Linked DNA regions of Anser cygnoides: region 2 is linked to region 1. Evidence: chromatin contacts called from public Hi-C data. All regions are on one chromosome and are shown on one strand. The core of a region is the stretch at or near the end of the contact, and the rest is flanking DNA. Distances in the headings are between cores, read along the strand shown. Region 1 holds the start of GPX1 (glutathione peroxidase 1). Region 2 overlaps USP4 (ubiquitin specific peptidase 4).

Region 1 (7,860 bases), core at 5,139-7,638:
AGCTTCTGAAAGCAAAGTCTAATATTTTGGACTGCGCAACGCTTCCTGGTATTATAGAATTTGTCGAGGTTTTCCTTTGCAAACAACCCTCCAGTCTTCTATTTGCAGGTCTGTTAAAATAAAAGTCATGAAGGAGAGTTGTAGGAGACAAAAGTTGTTTGTATGTGAGCATAAATTCATTTGCTGCAGGTAAGGAGAAATGGTAAATCTACAAATGACTTGCGCACAGTCTTTGTTTCTGTGCATCTGTAATTAGTCTGTAGAGTGATGTTTCTGGTACAGCAAATGGGAGAGTTTGGAGCGATGGTTTGATCTTGCTTTTTGAAAGGAAGAATTGCTGTAAAAAATTATGCTTCGGGGTTGTGCCCATCTTTAGCTTCTGGAGATAAAATGTTTCTCTTGAAGCACAATATTCCATAACTCCTTACTTCAGAATTCTACAGTATGTTCTTTGAAATACCTTATGCTCACCCTCGTCAGGTAGTTACTGAGAGAGATAGAGAAACCAAAATGTTAGGTATCCTTCAGCCTTAAAATGAACCATAGATAGGCTTGACTTTCTGGTGATACTAGAACAAGTCTGTTTGCACCCTACATTAAAAATAGAAAACTGTATTGCTGTGTTTTAGTAAGTTAAAATCAATCAGCAGATAGAAGCTTTAAAGGAAAACTAGCCCCAGAACTGGGTTTTAGTTACAGTCACACTTGTATTCATTTTTTCAGAAAACATCCCAGAAAAGTGGACCCCAGAGGTGAAGCATTTCTGCCCCAACGTGCCTATCATCTTGGTAGGAAACAAGAAGGACCTGAGGAATGACGAGCACACAAGACGAGAGCTGGCCAAAATGAAGCAGGCAGGTTCCTTTCTGAGTGTCTTAACAATAAATGAAGTGTGTGTCGTTTGTACCCAGAACAGTAAATGGGCATCAGCAGCTTGCTGCCAGCTTCCTATGGGCTGCACAATGAACGCTTATTTGTGACAGGAACCAGAAAGTATTCATTACCTGTAACTGAGTGTTTGTTTTTCAATTGGTGATTTAAAAAAAAAAAAAAAAGATTATTTTTTCATACCAAGCAATGAAAACTGCCTTCTTAGGAGCTGTTGGGTTACTAACAGTCAGCTGCTCCATGCTGGAGAGCTGGATTTGTGAGGTAGAAATGACTTGATTCAGAGAGTCAGTACAACCAATGCATGTGTGCTTCAGTTAATCTTTATTTTTCAGGTTGTATAAAGAAACAGTTTAATTGGTACCTGTTTTGAAGGAATTAATCACAGATGCTGTAGCTCACTCCTGAGCACATTACTTGGTTTTATTTTCAGATAGTGTCTGAAGCTCCCAGGTTGGGTGTAGGCCTGTAGGTACTCTGCTCAGCCCTGGAATTTTTGCTCCTGTTGCATCATATTTCTTTTTAGACAGACTGAGGCATCAATTTTAGGGTTTCTTCATAGGCTTTTGTTACAATTATGGCAAAAAGATGCATAAATGTTTAGTTTTAAATAAGCAGACTTGTGCTTTTTAAGCTCAGAGGCATTAGAAAATTTATCACGTCCTCAAGCACTGGTGTGATGTGCTAGTATGCACGCAGTCTGTAATCCAGGCTGAGAATTATATGCAGCATCTTGAGAATATAAGCAAATCTTATTTTAAATCTGCCTTTATTATTTTTAAAGTATTAATCTCAGAGGGGGGACTAGCTATTAATCGACTGACTAATTGTGTGTATTTAATCTAGAAATATCTTCGTGTTTGTTGGGAAGCTGGGTGGGAAAGAATAGACTGGGGACGTTCAGTGTGGCTTTGGACTTTTCACCAATTGCTTCTGTGTTGTTGCAGGAGCCTGTCAAACCTGAAGAAGGAAGAGATATGGCAAACCGCATTGGTGCATTTGGGTATATGGAGTGTTCGGCAAAGACCAAAGACGGTGTGAGGGAGGTTTTTGAAATGGCCACTAGAGCTGCTTTGCAAGCCCGGCGTGGCAAGAAAAAGTCTGGGTGCCTTCTCTTATAAAGTGTGGCCAGAGGAAGATGGCCAAAGCAGCACCCTGCACTTGAGTAATTTTGAAGTGCTGTTTATTAATCTTAGTGTATGATTACTGGCCTTTTTCATTATCTATAATTTACTTAAGAGATTTAAAAATCGAGTCATCTTGCTACCAGTATTTAGAAGCCAACCATGATTTTTATAACAATCTGCATCAAATTCATCTGTGCACCCAAGGTTAACCTCAACATTCCTCTAACCAACCTTTTCTGCACTCACAGGATATGTCAGGCGCTAACTGAAGACAATTCTCTATCTTCTGTCTTCTCTCTAGAAAGAGAAAAAGCTGTCAACACAGAGGATTGGTCTGTAACTACTTTATAACTAACGTCCTATTCTAATTGAGTACAACAGTTACATGGCTGTATGTGGAATCAAGTGTAGCTTCAGTGCTATCACATTTAGGAAGATCTGATTTTCATGGCTCAGTGATTTAAAACATTAGTTTAAAAATGTGATCACTCTGAAATGACCAAGTCCCATTCAGCTAAGGACAAGTGAGGGTTCTGTGGTTTCATGTTAGTTACCTTTTAGTTACTGTGTAATTAGTGCCAGTTTAAATGTATGTTACCAAAAATAAATCTATTTACCCCAGCTTAGATGTAGTATTTTTTGTATAATTGGATTTCCTAATACTGTTACTTGTAACCTCTGCATTAAGGTGTTCTGGGTTTTTTAAGAAACTGTATTTGAAAAAATAAAGTAAGATGGAAAGCAGCTGATCCTCTTCCCCTGTTCATTTGTAAGAGTCTGACCCATTTGAGTGGTCTGCATACCCAGGAGGAGTTTTTTCCGTGACATGCCATAGAGAAAAGACAGCCTGCTCACACTCAAAGCTTCTGAACTGTTCAGTTGCCTTAAGTTCATTGCTGGACCCAGTTTCAAAACTAAAAAAATGAAACTTTTTGTGTAAGTTTGGTTACCATGTAGTGATCAGACTCCTAACCTGTGAACTTCTTGCTGTTCTGCAGCCAACTAAACTCTTTCTGTATTTTCATTTTTCCAACAACTAATAGAATAAAGGCAGTTTTCTAAGCTCCCTGTATCCTGGTGTCTGTATTCCTCACTGTGTTTTTGGCCCAGTGTCTGACAACGTGAACCAGAAATATGATTTTTGATGCAGCTGTGATAGGATTCACTGAGCAGTTGCAAGTGCTTTAATGTTTTTTTCTTGGTAAGTGATGCCCATGTGCTGCCCACAGTGGTTCCAAGCACAGCGGAGACCAGAGGTGCAAACCCTCACCCTGCCTGGCTCCTTTGGTGTGTGGCAGAGCTTCCCCAGGAGTCTAGCCAAATGCTCCCTGGAAGCTTCTTGAGATGTTCAAACCAGATGAAGGTCTCCATCAGTTGAGTTGAATTTGGTCTTGAGCACAGCAATAGACTAGCGGGGGGTGGGAGGGGGGGTCATGTAGGAACAAGGGACACGAAGGCAGCTGTTGCTGTAGAGGCAGGTGATGGTACGCCGAGTGCTGATCTGCACTCAGAGCCCAAGTGCTGCGCTGTGGCAGGCGTGTGATGTGCGTGGCACTGCGTGTGCCCTGTAACCTGCCATTTATACGCTGCAACAGTGCGGGGACTGCTGGGGGAAGGCGGGGGGGAAACCATGATAACACTATTTTGGACAATGTTCCTGATTCGTTTTCCTGCAGCAAAAAAGTGGACCTAACCTGAGGTCTTGGGAGTGCCCCGTGTCTGCGGTCCTTGTCCCTCTGCAGGCACGGACACCCCAGCGGTGGCACCTGCCCCACCCTTCCCCTCTTCCTCCCGTGGTGCCCCTTCCTCGCCTGCTCTGGGGTTGCGCAGCTGAACAAAGCAGGAAGTCCCCAGCCGCTGGGTCGCCTGCGGGGATTTCATTCTCTGCTGTTAAGCTTACTCATTCCTGTGCAGTTCCTTTTTTGGGGGTGTTTCTTTTTATTTGTTGTTGTTGTTGTAATTGTTTTTTGTTTGTTTTGTTTTTAAAGTCAGTTGAGAAAAAAATGTTTTTTTTTCCAGTCTTGCAGAGTCGATGGGTTGCAGTACACAGTGGTCACAGTTACGAAGCAGCTCTTTAGCTGCAGGGATTTTGAGTAAGATCTGCATGCCCTTCAGCTCATGAGTTATGCATCTGCTGATGCACTTCCACCCAGAAGTGATTAATTTGTTATCCTGATCTTAATCTAAGCTCCCGCCTCCAGAACTGTCCCCTCATCTCGCTTCTGTCTTGTCTGCCAGCTGCTCTTAGGTTGCCAGGCCTTGTCTGCCTTTCTCCGAGTTGAGATGTGTTGGTCAGTCGGTGCCTCCCATTCATGGCCTGAACTTCTCGCTCCTTTCCTTGTGCCCTGGACCACTGGCATTGGAGCAGAAACGTGCTCACGGCTGCAGGGTGTGAATTTATCAGCCCTCAACCTTCCTGCTTTTGAGGGCTGGTATCCTGGCCTTCGGGTTCAAATCAAATCTGTCACCTCTGTCAGCTGCCTTTGCTCCAGGTGAACCGAGGACATGGATGGCCAAAACAGAATTAGGGAAGGAAAGCTTGCTGCTCCGAGCCAGGCAAGAAAGTCTGAAAGGGGCAGCGTAGCCATGGGGGAAAAGCTGAGGGTGAAGTGCCAGCCCCTGCCTGAGCGAGGAGCTCCTGGCATGGGGAGGGAGTCCCGTACCAAGAGCAAGGCGAAGGCAGAAGTAGGAGGCAGGAAGGTTTTTCGTGGCCTATGTGATTACTCAATGTTGTTGCTGTTAAACAGCACTAATCTGCTTTCTGACTTGGTAGGAGAGTTATAATGTGTCAGACATCTCAAAAGGGGTCCCTGGAGCCCATCCTGTCCCCAAAGAGCTCCTGTCACTTCTCTGGATCCAAGTTCAGCTGGCTCCACAGCATGTGCCTAGGCACAGGGCTTAGCTCAGGGCCAAAAAGGAAGTTCAAATTACCAGTTAGTTTCCTTAAAATATGCCCATGAAGGAAGGGAAAGCCCTTTAGAAAAACAGGGCCCCAGAAATAATGTCCCTACTCCAGATGAAATCCCCAAGTCCAGACTAAGGAGTGAAGGTGCCAGTCTGAGCAAGCAACAAACCCTGAAGAGAAATTCCTCTTCTTCAAGCCACGGTGGCTTGCTGTGTCCAAGAGGAGGACAATGAATCTTGCGTAGGCTGTAACTGTCAATTTGCTCAAAAACATGGGTGATGTGTCTCTGCTCACCCCATCAGACGTTTTCTGGCTGATCTGATCTCAGGACTTCCTGATCTCAGAACAGTTGTCACGGCTTCTGCTATCAGTGCTGCAGCACACTGCAAAGACCACATGTCCCTGAAGGTGCAGGATAATCATGCAAGTCCCTAAAATTCCCTGCAGCCGGGAACTACTTCAGTTCCCAGCCACTGGGGCAGATGCCAAGAGTAACCGAAAGCAAAACCCTGAGGAACCTGGGAACCTGGATCAGAGATGCAACGTCATGTGGTGGCAGCTAGTGACAGCTGGCATTTTGGGATGAGTCCTTAATAACCCGGCATGAAAGGCAGTGAGAAAATAGCGAGCTCCCCGGTGCTCAGGGCCCAGGCTGCCCTGGCTCAGGGCCATGCTGATAAGCAGCCGTCTGCCCTTGAAGCTCCTGTGAATGAAGAGCTCAGGATGGGAGCACCGACCGGAGCCGACCATGGGAGGGAGATGCCCATCCTGGGCAGGGGTTCCCATCTTTCCCTCGGGAGCGCTGTGGAAGCCAACATCCCTGCTTCTGGTCCTTGCCGAGCTGTGCTGCCCCGTGGTCCCTGGTAATCCATCTCAGGGACTCCAGGGGCAGCTCATCACAGGGACCGAGCCACCGGGCCCACCCTCTCTGTTCCCTGACACCACGTTTGAACCCGTTACGTGGAACAAGGACCTACAACATAAACATTAATCTGCGTGAGGGCAAGATTTCAGCACTAACACCCACAGAGGAGCAGTCGGGCCACACAGCTTGCAGGGGGTACAGGCCACGGCCACGGAGCCCACCCAGGACCAGCACAAATCCTTGAAAAGCACAGCTGCTGCCGCGTGGTTCACATCTGCCTAAACCAGGCCGAGAAAACACATGGAAAAGACAGGGATGAGAAAAAGCAGCCGCTGAAGCGAGCGGAGGAATCGCTCGCCTTAAAGACGCACAAAAATTGCAAAAGGGGCCCGAGGCCTGGACCCGGGGGCCCTCTCGGCCTCCGCCCGGCAGCTCGGTGCCCCGAAGGCGGCAGCTCCGCGGCAGGGCTGCCCGGGGGGGGCTCCGCAGCGCCCCGCCGGCCTCCGGCCGCCACGAGGCCCCGGGCCACGCCCCGCCGCGCTCCGGGAGGGCCGGGGCCGCCTGGCGGGGCGGGGGGGCGGGGCGGGGCGGGCCGCGGGGTCGGCGGTCGGGGCGGGGGGCCGGCGGTCGGGCTGTCGGTCAGTGAGGAGCCATGGCGGCCGAGGGGCTGGAGGGGATCTCGGCGCGGCCGCTGGGCGCGGCGGAGCCGCTGTGGCTCGGCTCGCTGCGGGGCAAGGTGCTGCTGGTGGTGAACGTGGCGTCGCTCTGAGGCACCACCACCCGCGACTTCCTGCAGCTCAGCGAGCTGCAGCGGCGCTTCGGGCCCCGCGGGCTGCTCGTCCTCGGCTTCCCCTGCAACCAGTTCGGGCACCAGGTACCGGGGGGGGGGGGGCCGGGAGCGGGGCGGGGGGTCGGGGAGCTGGGGCCGCGGGGCCTGGATGGAGCCTGACGCTGCGGGTGCGGGGGGGGCTCCGTCTCCTTAGGAGAATGCCACCAACGAGGAGATCCTGCTCTCGCTGGAGCACGTGCGTCCGGGCAAGGGGTACAAGCCCAACTTCACCATGTTCGAGAAGTGCGAGGTGAACGGGAAGGACGCGCACCCACTCTTCACCTTCCTGAAGGAGGCACTGCCCTTCCCGCACGACGACCCCTCCGCGCTGATGACCAACCCGCAGTACATCATCTGGTCCCCCGTGCGCCGCAACGACATCTCCTGGAACTTCGAGAAGTTCCTCATCGCTCCCGACGGCGTGCCCTTCAAGCGCTACAGCCGGCACTTCGAAACCATCAAGATCCAGGATGACATCGAGCTGCTGCTTCAGAAAGTCCCGAAGGATGCTCTTGAATAAAGCCGAGCTCTTCAGGATCTGCTGCCCTGCCGGCCCTGCTGCCTGTTCAGCTCCCTCAGCTCGTGCCTGCTTTGCTAGGAAGGGGCTGTTACCCTGACAGAAATTCCAATGTCCTTGCAAGTTTTGCTTGTGATGGTGCATCTTCCAAATCCTTGAAGTGTACTTGATGTTTTAAAAGTTGCATGTGAATGTTTGGAAAAGTATGCTAGGGAAAGCAGCCTGTGAGTCTCAGTGGCTTACTGTGATTCTCTGAATAAAAACAAACAAACAAAAAGTGCTTTCTTTAAGGCTACTGCTTGGTAAATCTGGGTGAGTTGGGCAAAACATGGCTGCTGCGTTACACACTTGTCAGGTCCTGTTGGTGCTTGCAGGCCTGACTCAAACCATGCAGGCACAATTTGAACAAAAACACAGCCCAGCAGGATGGGGAAACAGTTTGCGATTTTTGCAAACTCTGAATCAGTGTCGTATCTCACCCTGTGCAAAACAAGGGTGGCAGAACAGGAGCCTGGCACGGAACAGATACCTTGCAAAACAGCTTAGTGGACCTTGAGGCTTGCTTAGGAGAGGCGTGGAGGCAGACGGCCAAAGAATGAATTTAGATTGGCTGACCCTCAGCACGGATACCAGTAACAGTCCGTGACAGGTTAATAAATGTTCAGGCAGATGAGCAACCGAGCAGTTTGTACTGCTTGCTGTGCCCACACTGGCAAGGGTCACGGGGAG
Region 2 (7,371 bases), core at 2,125-4,624, 36 kb after region 1:
AAAAGATTCTCTTGGGCTGAGTGGCGATGTAGTTGGGTGTATATCTTGTCTACACTGTATAATATATCTCTCCTCTGTTCCTGAAAGAAAACTGTCTTTGTGTTGATTAATAAGGGGAGCAGCTGCCTTCTATTAGAAAGTAGGTGTAATGTTTTTACAACTACAGCAGTTTCACCTAAAATTCACAATTAAAAGATCACTATTTAACCAATGATGCTAACCCATCAAGTGCTTTTTAGCAGTACATTTGCAAGAGTATATTACCACAAAATAAACTTCTAAGAAAGCGTTCTGTAGTGTTAAATTGGCCCGAGAAGATAACAATTGATTTATATGCAAGGAAGAAAAACTCTGTTAAGCTGTTTGTCTACCATGTTTTGAAGACACTATTTTTCCTAAGATTTTCCTAAGAATCACTGAAGTTCCTCATGTAATAACAAGAGTAACAGAAAATATGAGATTTTTAACATTAATAACTTCTGTTACAAATAAAATGGGAAATCTGCACCATCGTAGGACATTGTGCCTGCAGTTCAGCAAACCTGAGTGAGAAGTACATTAGCTTTCATTTGAGGAAAAGTCAACGAGAGAGAGATCTGATAATCCTGGTATCTTTTACATTGTGTGTTTTTAGGTACTAAATGTTAACCTAGGGTGGTGTATGCAACCCAGGATATGACTGTTGAGGACCATGGACTTGTTTGTGGTTTACATTAAGGATATTTTCTAGAATCAAAAAGTCTACTGTACTTAAATTTGTGATATTCACTGTCACAGATACTCAAACTCTTTCTGAATTGATGTTTCATTGATCCCTGCACCTCCTTGTCCCTTTTATGTGCTGACTATCTGTTCTTGTTTTCCACTAACATCCAGTGGCAAGACTTCCTTGTTGGCAAATTGTAATGTGTACATCTCATCACTATGTTTGAAGTCATTGAAGTTAGATGGAAAGTTCCTTTCACTGGCAAGAAAACAAAGTGCAAGTAACCAACTAATTCAAAATAGTTTAATCAGTACAGCATATTCAGAAATAGGTTCTTAGATGTACATTTCAGAAACTTATATTTAAAAATTGCAAACTGATCAGTGGGTCCTTTGTGTATTTTTTTTTCTTAAGTATTTTGATGGGTGTTCTCACAGGTCTCTTCATTTGTTTCTTCCTTCTCTCCATGCCAAGGGAATTATGAGAAAAGCTGTGATAAGCTGAAGGCAGCACCCTTCCCTGCCTCTCACCAGAGTTTGAATAACCTTTTTTAATTGTGTAAAATTTTCCTCATTTGAAAAGTACTCCTCCCTTCCACTGAAAAAAGCAAAACAAGGTGGTGGTAGTAACTGTCTGCGGTTGTTTGCTAGAGCGTGAGCAAAGAACGCAAAGGACGAGTATGCAGTAACTGGGGGAGCTGTGGGGCCCCAAGGCTCCGATTTCACAAGGAGCTGCATCCAAATTGGGTTTGTCTCGTGCCTTGCTCTCCTTGTCTCCATCTAAAGAGGTTGCCAGACAGAGTCCAGCAGAAGGTCTTTCACTTTGATTTTGCTGGGTTCGTATTTTACATCTGTTCCTGCTGGGCTTGTGCAGGAGAAGAAAAGCCGCTGTCAGCTGAGCAGAAGGAGCAAGGCTGTTCTTTTCTAGCTGGAGAATGATTTCATGAAATTACTTCTTACAAATACCTTGGTATAGAAATTGAGGCTGTTAGCTACCGCTCTTAAGTTGACTCAGGACTGTGAAGTTTCAATGTAAATGGTCAGTCTCTGGCAGTATTTTCTCCAGGTTTGTTTCACTGAAAGCAGTAGGCAAACCAGAGCTTGCATGTGAAAACAATATCCATGTTGCTTCGACAGACTTCTGATGCTCGAGTATAGTGCACTAGCCAGTGGGCAACACACATCTCAGTTCAAAATTCAGTTCCAAATCTAACACTCTAATCTTAGTTCAAACATCTAATACCGTAGAAGGTCTGTGCCCCTGACACTGTTTGTTTGTTTGTTTCATTTTTAAAAATAAAAAATGACAGTACTACTGTTAGAAATTTTGTTGTCTTGCTTTTGGCACCAGGGTCTGGTTACTGAGCAGAATGTCTTTCCTTGAAATGCTTTGCTTAAAAATATCACTGAGCAGGAACTTGCAGAGCATGGAGCAGGAAGAGTGTCGTAGCTGGGATGTACTCTGTTTTACTTAGAGTTGGCTTGACAAAGGAAGAGGTCTTTTGGCACAGGCATTTCAGTCTGGACTGCACTGTTGAAACAATATTTGTGAAATATGCAGTACATGGGATGTACAGAATATTGAACTTGCACCTTTTAAAAGTGATTTTAGTGGTCAGAAAGCTGTACTTTTTCCTGTTTTCACTCAAGATAGGGAGCTCGTCAACTTTCTGTGACTTTGCAGTGCATGTGGGCTGTTTTGAGACTTGCACTGTGAATTTTCATGTCCTGCTAAAGTGGTGGGAGGAGGAAGAAGAGTGCCCTTGCACTCCATTTGGACTTTAAGCTGAATGGACAGTAATTTTTTTTTAATTGATACTGGATGGCTAAGATGTATTTTTCCTTTCAGCTGATGTTTCTGTTTTATTGATTCTCATGGTATATTACCTGTTATGCTCTCTGATAGCAAAACCTCTAAAAAAAAAATAAAAAGAAAAATGAATTGCTACTGGACTTTCAAAGTGATAAGCATTCCAAAATGAATCTGACTCCATTTACACAAGAGGACAACGATGTTGGTTTTTTTTTCTCCAGTGGAGAGGGATTTGGGACTAGAATTCTCCAAGCCCATTCTATCACAGGGCCTTGTACTCATACCTCTCTTTGTGATAGGCTTGGAAACGTAGTATAGTCCTGATGGCAGAGTTATTAATATTTAGCATCAGCGAAGAGGTAAGGTACTTGCTGAAATAAAGGGTTTTGATATAAGGAAGGTTGCTGGCATGACACATGGAGCTGTGCAGCCAAAGAACAGTGGGACTAACCCACTTATTGCAGCATTGTAAACGTTTGTCTGCAGTCATGGTGGTACTGTGAGAGGACAGGGAGTTCTGTGGCAAATGACCAGAAAGTCACTCATGAAAAGGTGGTCTGCAAATCAATTTGACAAAATCGTTTCAGTGTTTGTGCTGAATGCTCTCATTCTCCAGGCTAAGCAGAGAGCAGCATTCAGCACATAACCAAAACGCTTACTATTTCTTTTTCTTAGGTTCCATGAAGTGCAGCCCCACTAGGACCTCCGGCTCCCGCTCCAATGTAACACCCCTCATGCACCATGCTGGTGATATCACATCACCCAGGGATCCCGCTGGAGCTCGGAGCCGGCCTACAAGGGGTCAGGTAAGTGCTACTGGAAAGCAGACTCCATGGCCCACTGCTATATGGGCACAATTCTTAGTATTTCTTCTTAGTTCCTAAGACCTAAGAAGAAAAATGTTTCGATTGATAAACCAGATCTCCCTGTTCTCTTAGCCTGGCTAATGGAGCATATAATGCAACGTGTATTGCTTACGTGGATGAAAGTTGCACAAATTGATTTGCAGGTCACCTTTAACCTATCAAAGCTGCATAGTTTAATAAAATATATTTGGTTTGGCATACGTACTGTGTTTTTTGCATTCTCTTACAATATGCTGTGTTTTATGTTTAGGTGGTCTTGAAAACCACAATTGGCTGCAGAAAGGTCAAGTTTGTTACTGTGAAGAGCTAGAACAGTTATTGCACTGTTAGGTCAGCAAACCAGCTAGCCCAGTAGTTTTGTGTGAAATCTAAAATGTGTGAGACTGTAGCAAGCTAATCTAGGAAGCTTGTTCTCAGTTGTTTGCTTGTTTACAAGAGCTTGTATCCCTTCCAGTATGTGTTTGTATTCTTTAACCTTTAGAAAAATCTTACTGGTTGAGTACCCTCATCCTTTTTAATCCTGCTCCTCTGCACGACTTGTAAAATCCTGTGACAGACTTCTAAAGGGCAATCTACCTGTTGTCTAAAAATGTTTTACTTTCAGTTTCATGTCTCCTAGTTCACTCGATTGTGTTTTTTCTCATGTTATGAAAGAAAGTAAACAGATTAGGAGTATCTCCGTTTCCCAGAAGAGATAGAATACGTGCTTTGTTTTCACTCAGGCTTTTTTTCTAGGCCTCTGTTCATTCTTATTGTCAACTTCTGAAAATACTGTAACTTCACAGCAGCGTGTCCGGGTTGATGTGGAATGGTAATCCTGTTCGGGTGGATCTGTTTGTCAGCTTCTTCAGTAGCATTTTTCTACCCTTCTCTGTTCACTTACAAAATATGCTTGTTTTCTTGGTTGTTGCTATGTACTGACCTGTGACCCACGCAGTGTTTTCCAGCTGTATTTAATGTTACATCCCAGTGCTCTGGAGGGAATGTTTGAATAACACACTGTAGTGTGTGTGGGTAGGTATGTGATAGATAGGTATCTGTGGTAGATATATTACCCTGGCATTTAGCTCAGACTGTCTTCTGCTTGTAGTGCCCTTTCACATTGCCCTGCCTTGTCTTTCCTGTAGTTTTTCATGTTCCTGTGCTCTTGCTTAATGTTAATTTGCAAAGGATCAAAAGTGAGCTACTTCATTGCTCGGTGCCTCCTTTGTGAATAGTAACCATAAGCCTGAAGCTTCCTGGTGCTCTTTTGTCAGGTTGAAGGCTGGTCAAGGCCATCCCTGTTTGCTGGTGCTTCACTGAAAAACATCTGTAAACAGCTGTCGTAAATTATAAAGGGAACGTTCACTGTGGTAGCTGGTGAGCAGATGGCTGATTTATAAAACCATGTTGTGTAATCTGGTGTAGCGTCATCTTTATCTTCTATTATTTCAATCAAATTCTAGGGTACAGAAGTACAGTTCATTGTCATCTAATTCCCTGTATCAGCTCTGTAGGCTTCCTTAAAATGTGGATAAAGTATTTTCTTAATTTCTTTAATTGATTTTTTGTATTCTTCTTGAAGAGATTCAGAAAGTGATCCTGATTCTGATACGTCTGCCTCTAAAACTAGAATAACAGCCGTTCTGCAGCGGAGTAGGTAGAGGGGCACTCGAGTAACCAAGCTGGGATGTTCTAGTAAGAAGTTTGCAAGACGCTCTCTTGAGGAGTGTTGTAAGGGTACAGCACGCTGGCTGTTTGTGGTGGATGACGCCTGTGTGCGGGTAATACTTAGCTTTTCATTGTTTCCCATCTGTTCCGTCACAGAGGCAGGATTTCGTACAGGACCTGCGTGAGGATGGAGTGTAAATGGGGGCTGCTTTAATCAGCAGTGTAGGTGGTGTGAGAGGCAGTCACCAGAATGCTGAGGAACGTGTACATCTTGGGCAAGTCGTGTACTGGTCTGTTTTGTAGGAGACCAGCCTAAAGGGTCTCATAGGACCTGGAGTTAATCATCGGTGATACTCTGAGTATTATGGTCTCCTGTTATTTAAACAGTACTAAGTAAAATAATTCAACTCTTTGTGGTGCTGTTTCTCAGGAAACTTCAGAAGGTGCAAACTGTATCCAGTGCTGTTGGTTCACTGAATAGCATCGATAGTGTAGAAAACCTCAGCAGTCATTGTCATTGGATTGTCATATGCACGCTTGCTCTTGGAGGGCTGTGCTAATCGCTAGTGCTCCTGGAGGCTGGGATGAAACTCTCTGAAGGGATATTTTTCTTCATGCTTTCTACTGACATACATAGACTCAGAGAAAGCTTCAAGCTGGGATCCAGACTTTTTTTCTAAATAGAATGAAGTAGAACTGCAACTCTGAAATTGTTCCACTCCCTGCCCTGCAAGGGTCTCCTGAACACAGGAGCAAAAATCTGTTTCTTGGCTCTCGAGAGAAAGAAAGTGGCTTCTCTGATGTAAGAGAGCTGTTGAGAGTTGGTATGTCCAGATATGTGATTGTGGTTATGTTTAGTGGCATCTTTTCAGGAAATATTTATTTTTCTTTCCTGAAAAAACTTTTCAGTTTTAATGAAAAAAGAAATATAAGCCTGGGACAGGTGACTCACCAAGTTAAAGAGCAGTATGACTTGGCATTCCTGAGATCTCATAAATATTTTCTAATGAATAGTCTCAGAAGACATATCGGGGTGAAAAATGCAATAGTGTTGGGCCATGTAGTTTTTTTGACACTTATAAAAGCGAGTATCTGATGTTGCTGTTTCATCCAGTAGCACAAGCTGTGTCTGTTTTCTCACTGCTCGCTGGAGCTGTTTGTTTTCATAGAATCACAGGATGATTTGTGTTGGAAGGGACTGTAAAGATCATGTAATTCCACCCACCCTGCCACGGGCAGGGACACCTCCAATCAGCCCAGGCTGCCCCCAGCCCCATCCAGCCTGGCCTTGGGCACTGCCAGGGATGGGGCAGCCTGGGCCAGGGCCTCACCACCCTCTGAGTGAAGGATTTCTTCCTTGTATCTCATCTAAACCTACCCTCTTTTAGTTTAAAGCCATTACTCCTTGTCCTGTCACCACACCCTCTGACAACGAGTGCCTCCACAGCTTTCCTGTAGCTGCCGTTAGGCATGGGCAGGCTGCTGAGAGGTCTCCCCGGGGCCTTCTCTTCTCCAGGCTGAACAGCCCCAGCTCCCTCAGCCTGTCTTCATAGGAGAGGTGCACCAGCCCCTTGTTCGTCTCTGTGGGCCTCCTCTGGACTCACTAGTACATCCCTGTCCTTCTTGTGCTGGGGGCCCCAGACCTGAGCGCAGGGCTCCAGGTGGGGTCTCACAAGAGCAGAGGGGGACAATCCCCTCCCTTGCCCTGCTGGCCATGGTGATTTTGGTGCAGCCCAGGATAGGGTTGGCTTTCTGGGCTGCAAGAGCACGTTGCTGGTTCGTATTCAGGTTTTTGTCTACCAGCACTGTCAAGTTCTTCTCTGCAAGGCTGCTCTTTATCTCTTGTTGCCCAGCCTGTGTTTGTGCTCGGCACTGCCCCAGCCCAGGTGCAGGACCTTGCACTTGGCCTTGCTGAACCTCACGAGTTTCACCCAGGCCCACCTCTTGAGCCTATCCAGATCCTTCTGGATGGCATCCCTTCCCTCCAGTGTGCTGACCACACCACACAGCTTGGTGTCATTAGCAAACTCGCTGAGGGTGCACTCAGTTTCACTGTACATACTGCCAGCCAAGGTGTTAAGTACTGCCGCTCCCAATTCCAGCCCCTGAGGAATTCTGTCACTGATCTCCACCTGGACATTGAGCTGTTGACTGCAACTCTCTTGAGTGCAACCATCCGGACGGTTCCTTATCTGCTTACTGGTCCATCCATCCAATCCAAGTCTCTCCAGTTCAGAGACAAGGATATCATGGGGGACAGTGTCAAATGCTTCATACGAGACCAGGTCGGCCACATCAGCTGCTCTTCCCTTATCCGTGAATGCCGTAACCCCATCG

What was found. Hi-C and Micro-C count contacts between places; a contact is called where the count stands out from the background.
Region 2: a contact with region 1 is called in a Hi-C map of liver, with 7 times the contacts expected there. The contact joins the enhancer-like site here to the promoter of GPX1 in region 1. A contact is called at or near these places in 2 of 7 Hi-C or Micro-C datasets (both in liver).

What each region holds. Positions count from the first base shown.
Region 1 is chr10:17,906,878-17,914,737 of Taihu_goose_T2T_genome, forward strand. It overlaps GPX1 (glutathione peroxidase 1), which reads left to right and starts at 6,389. Exons shown (of 2, transcript XM_067003245.1): 1 at 6,389-6,659; 2 at 6,769-7,398. The coding sequence starts at 6,438. The coding sequence ends at 7,134. RHOA (ras homolog family member A) reads left to right here. Exons shown (of 5, transcript XM_067003246.1): 4 at 724-854; 5 at 1,836-3,087. The coding sequence ends at 2,009.
Region 2 is chr10:17,945,442-17,952,812 of Taihu_goose_T2T_genome, forward strand. The region is part of intron 12 of USP4 (ubiquitin specific peptidase 4); the gene reads left to right. Among named protein-coding and RNA genes, the nearest start is that of EMC3, 23 kb to the right of the region's middle. Within about 2 kb of position 3,375, at least 1 of the 3 cell types and tissues checked has open chromatin away from gene starts, as enhancers often do. A contact at or near this core is called in liver, where this site is marked.